Regions from separate parts of the Muntiacus reevesi genome. Here region 1 is linked to region 2. The links are chromatin contacts, called in public Hi-C maps. All regions are on one chromosome and are shown on one strand. Each heading gives the region's core, a stretch centred on a gene start, on an enhancer-like site or on the middle of the called end of the contact. The rest is flanking DNA. Distances are from core to core; before and after follow the strand shown.

Region 1 (2,700 bases), core at 137-2,636, 210 kb after region 2:
ATCTCCCCTCTAATGTCTCCGCGAGGAGACTGCATGTGCGGCCTCATCTACACACCGCATGAATGAAACCCGCTGGTTCTCAGCATGCGTGTGGAGCTGCTAAGAATTTCTTTCATCCACGTCCACCCATTTTCCCATGCGCTACCCCGGCCTGGTGGGCCAGCAGGTCCACTCCTGCGGCCCCAGCCCCCACACACACGGGTCTCCTTTGACCTTCCAACATGAACTCCTGACGGTCATCAGTGTCTCCCACACGCAGACCCGTTGTCTCAAGGAACAGTGTGAGGCGAGAGACCCAAATGCCAGGAAAAAAGAAACAGACCTCCGAGGTTTCTGTCCCGTTTTCCTGATTTGAATGACCGTGAGAAGGACAGAACCTGTGTCTCCCCCCAGGCATTGTTTCACGAACCTTTGTGTATACATGTGTGTATGTGTGTGCGTTGTGCACTTGCAAGAGGTGGGAGCCGAGAGGGGGTGTTTGGACCTCCCTGGTTCTTAAGCAACTCCCAGGATGGGTTCTAGGGCATGAAGTCAGGCGGATGCAGGGCACTGATGGTCTCGGACAAAGGGGAGTATTTCTGGCCCCTGAGGGGGTGGTGCCCTATGTCATGCTCAGAAAAGCCTCCTTTCTCTGCAGTAAATCTTCCCTGGAGGGGTATCTGCACCCGTTTCAGCCCGCCACCCGTTTCCCCACAGGGGCAGGGTCCCCCACCCCAACTCCCCGCTTTGTCCTGCACTCAGAGAGCGAGGGCTCCCCTTCCACGTTCTCACAGCATCTTGCCCAGCCCGTCTCTTCTCCACGCCCTCTCCGCCATCCACCTGGTCAACCTGTCACCGATTCCCTTGTCTCATCGCCTTCCCCTCCCTTCCCCTGGCTCCCCCGTCTTTCTGAGGCCCTGAAGAGTTGGCTGAAGGCAATGGGAAGGTGTGTGTGTGGGTGGGGGGGGGTGGTCTGTTCTCTGGCTGGGGCTGGGGGAGACGAGACAGTGAAGGGGAGACGGTGGAGGGGCCACAGCTCCCCTCCTCGGGGTGCATGGCCGCGGTCCAACTCTGGAGGGTTTAGTGGAAGAAAGAACTCCCCGATGATGGCAGCGGAGGCCAGTGCCTCGGATGGGGCCCCACAGATGAGGATGTTGCCCCCCCACAGGGGAGACACTTAGGCAGCTGGGCAGCAAAACTGAGGGGAGGCAGGGGAGGATGGGATCCGGGGGCGGCCCTTGGGGTCGCTAGGACCTCAGGTTTCTAGGTCCTGGGGGCCAGAGACTCACCCCACGAAGTAGGAGATGATGAGAAGCTGAACCGCTCGGTTGATGATCCCAATGGTCCAGCTCTTCACGACCACCGACTTGGTGGTCTCGTAGGTGAAGAAATCTGAGATGCAGTTCATGCTGAGAGAATGACCCCTCAGGAGAGACCCAATGGTGGACTCAGGAGGGAGGGGTCATCCGGATGGAGGCTGGGGGGTGGGGCGGCTTAGAGGGGGCTTGAGGAATGTGGAGCCTGTTCCTTTAAGTCAGGCAACCCTAGCCCCGGGGCTCAGCCTCTCTGCTTTCCACCCTCAGGTCTGCCAAGAGTCCAAGACCAGGGTGGGTGACCCCCTTTTTGTTGGTTTCCACCCCACTCCCCTGTGATGTCATGGCAGGGGTGGGGTCTCCAATCCCAGGCTCCTGATTGCCTGGGATGCAGCTGGCTGGGGCCCTCTGGGACTTATGCTTTATCTGCACTCTGTCTACCGCTTAGGTTCTGTTCTCTTGTGCTGCGTCTCCATCCCAGCTCACCAGCTGCTCCACGCTCTCCTGAAAGCCCCTTGTAATACCCCACCCCACCCACCCAGCAGCCTGCTTGAGCTGAGTTCATTCCTGTCTTCCTATAGCGCTCAATTCTACAGACACTCCCCTCTTTTCAAGAGCTGCCAGCAACAGCATGGGTTGGGGGTGGGGGGGTCCCCTGAACCTTTCTCCTGGCCTCACGGGAGAGGGTGACTAAAGAGTCACTTAGTTTCTATTTCCTATCCATCCTGGCAGTGGCTAAGGTTCTACTTGCAGCATTGCATTATAACGCTGGGTGTTTTTTGTGGGAGTTGTTTTACTGTCAGAGTATTGATCTGAATCATCTGTTTGATTACATGCTCTTGGAAGCCTGGAACTGTTTCCATCTTGTTTGCTAGTTTCCTCAAATCCTACCACCGTGTCGGAGCTCAATGCATATTTACTGAATCTAGTTGAATTTATGTTGCTAGAGAGTGTGGGAACAGCCATCGTCCAGAGGGTAACACCATGAGTTCAGGGAGCAATGGTGTGTTCACGTTGTGTCTTGTCCCAGAATCGAAGCTACTGGTGTAACCTCACGTCAGACTGTCAGAGAAATGTTGAGTTTCAACATTCTGCCCTAATGTCTCCATGCTCGACAAGTATTGTCAGTCATTCTGAATGTAGAGTCACGGTGAGGATGACAGAGGAGTGCTAGACTGTGGTAGGTAGATCTGTCTTCAGCTCTGTCGCCAACTGAGACCCCCGGGGCTACTGCCGTAAGGGCCTCAGTTTTCCCCATCTGCAAAAAGAGGTTGGAGTGGACAAACCCAGACATCTCTCCCAAGTCTGGCCGCCTCTGATTTTGCAAGATGCACCCTAGGACTCTAGAAGGTGGGGTTGTGGGGGTGGCTGGCTTCTGCAGTCCCAGGGTGATAGGCTTTCAAAGCAG
Region 2 (2,700 bases), core at 38-2,537:
GGGTTTGATCCTAGGTTGGGAAGATCCCCTAAAGGAGGGCATGAAAATGCACTCCAGTATTCTTGCCTGGAGAACCCCCATGGACAGAGGAGCCTGGCAGGCTACAGTCCATGGGGTCGCCAAGAGTTGGACACGACTGAGCGACTAATACCCTTCCCACTCACATACACTCACAAATACCCTTCTTCTTCACCCAAAAATACTAGGTCAGCTCTGGCGGCAGCTGTAATGGCTGCCTAATCATCTTATGCAGAGATGGTCCCGGGCGTCTAACAGGAGTTGAATTAAACATACTGTGTACTTGACTCCTCTTTGTGCAAGAAGGAACCTCGCACTCGCTGCAACCCCAGAGATGGTTCAGGGACCTCCGCACAGCTGTATTCACCCGAAAGCCCTCTTGAGCTCTGGTTCTCACACCTGGCTGCACAGGGGAATCGCTGGGGAATTCTACAACGGACCTGTTAGGTAGTTAGAATAGGAAAAATGAGCCCAGAATGGCGGTGGCTAAAACACAAGGAAGGGAAAAGTCCGCGAAAATAGAACAAAGGGAAGTCTGAGGACCAGAGTGAGGACCTCAGGTAGAACAAACAGCACTCCTGGCTAGCCCAATTTACATAGGGCAGGCCCGGGGGCGGGGGGGACTTAAGAGGAGCCAAAGGGCCGGAGCTCTCCTCCTCTCTCCGCTCTTCGCGCCCTTTGGATCGGCATTCCCTCACGCCCGGAAGATGTATTTTCCTTTATTTTCTAAATAAAACAGCTGTAACACGGAGTTATCCAAGGGTTTAACCTCCGTCGCTTCAAATTATTGCTGTTACGAGGCAGAACCGAGGAAATTACACACTCCCACGACATGCCGAAGCCTGGGTCCTAGCCCCAGGGCCTCCGATTTATTTGGTGCGAGGTGGGCCCTGGACACTGGGGTGATTTTAGGCGGCCCAGGTGGGGTTACACGCATCTGAGAGCTGCAGGGTGAGGACGTCCTTCCTTCTCTGCACCAGACCTGCACTCCGACCTCAGCACCCCCGGGGGCGGAGGGTGAGGCTCACCGAGCTCGGTACCCCTGCCCGCTCTGACAGAACCGATAAACTCAAATCGCTCTGCCATCCCCGCTAGGGGCCCGAACTCTACCTGGGCTGCGGGCGCTCTACGCCCCGCCGCAGCCTCTATGGTACCCTGCAGTCCTCTCTAGCACCTGGAGGACTCCCTCGCCTCCGGCCGGAGCCGGCCGCTCCCTCTCTATGGTGGCGGATTTCCCGGCGCCGCCCGCGGCGGGGTCTTCACTCCGGAAGCACGGCCTGAGCGGAAGAGAGGCGGGACTTCCCGCTGGCCGCGCCCCACGTGCTTCCGCCCTGCCCCGGCCGCGCGCGCGGTGAGTGTGTGGCGTGTGCTTTACGCCGGGGGCCCCGGGGGCGCGGGGACAGGCCCGGGCCGCGGGGAGAGGCTCAGAGCGCGCGGCGACCTCGACGACGGCGCCGCCGCTCAAGGGCCGTCGCCCCGGGCCCGGCCCCGCAGGGCCGCGTCGCATCGGATCCGCAGGGCCCCGCGCGTTCGTGCTGGCCGTTTGGGGCCCAGTTCCGGACGCCCCCTCTTCTCCCGGAGAGACGCCACCTCGAGGGGCCGGGCGTCAAGGCGCCGGGACCCGCTCTGCAGGCCCGCCGTCGCCGGCTCTGCGACCTTGGGCGGGGCCGCGTTCTCCTTCGGGGCCTCGGTTCCCACGTCCGTCGCGGGGTGCCTGAGCTCCCCGAGGTTAGCGGCCCCTCCTGGTCGAATGCCCCTTGCGATTCCTCCATGTCCTGCAGCCCCTGCGCCCGGAAAGCGACTGGGAGGGCTGGCTGCTGACCGTGATGTCCCCCTCCTCCCCCAGGAACTAGGAGGTCCGCAGGAGATCTCTTCCAGGGCGCACGGTTGAGATGGACCCACTCAGGGCCCAGCAGCTGGCCGCGGAGCTGGAGGTAGAGATGATGGCCGACATGTACAACAGGTAAGGCCGATCCTGCCGCTCCCTTGTCTTAGAGAAGGCTCCCGGGTCATCCTTTCCAAGGGCAGAGATGGGCGACTTCCGAATAATCTTCGTCTCAATCTAGATAATAAGATAAACTGAGGTCCATACTTACCTTCCCAGCACCCACCCCTACGCATGCATGCCTGGTGGCTCAGTCACCACCCCTTGCACTGTAGCCAGCCAGGCTCCTCTGTCCATGGGATTTCCCAGGCAAGAAGACTGGAGGGGGTTGCCGTTTCCTTCTCCACCCACCCCCATGGTTAAGGGCGGACTCACTAGAAGGACTTGGACATTGGGATTGGGATGGAATTGATGATGGCGGAGCCGAGCAGGAAGAGAAAGCCCAGCCCTGGCTCTGGTTGGGTTCTGGGCACAGTAGAGCAGTTAGTTGCCTTTTGACAGACCGCAAGTAACCCGTTTAGCAGTCAGCGTTTCTGAAGTGGTTCCTCCATCCCAGTCACGTGTGGAGCACTCTCTAGGCATGGTTTTTTAATACTCTCCACCGAGTTCCCTTGTCTCACTTTTAAGGTGAGGACATTGAGGCTCTAGAGGTTCCGTAGCTTGCTCAGGGTCCACAGCTTGTCAGTAGCAACCTCCGGACCTCAGTCTGACTCCTGACTAGTGCCCGTGACCACCTGGCGGTTTGGGAACAAATCACAGCCACACCAACCACCACTGCAGTGGCCTTGGGCAAGTTA

Evidence for each region. Hi-C and Micro-C count contacts between places; a contact is called where the count stands out from the background.
Region 1: a contact with region 2 is called in a Hi-C map of muscle, with 4 times the contacts expected there. The contact joins the promoter of P2RX3 here to the promoter of TIMM10 in region 2. A contact is called at or near these places in 2 of 3 Hi-C or Micro-C datasets (blood and muscle).

The regions. Positions count from the first base shown.
Region 1 is chr9:3,452,142-3,454,841 of mMunRee1.1, forward strand. P2RX3 (purinergic receptor P2X 3) reads right to left here and starts at 1,387. Exons shown (of 12, transcript XM_065945132.1): 1 at 1,269-1,387. The coding sequence starts at 1,387.
Region 2 is chr9:3,241,645-3,244,344 of mMunRee1.1, forward strand. It overlaps TIMM10 (translocase of inner mitochondrial membrane 10), which reads left to right and starts at 1,288. Exons shown (of 3, transcript XM_065944461.1): 1 at 1,288-1,369; 2 at 1,865-1,981. The coding sequence starts at 1,911.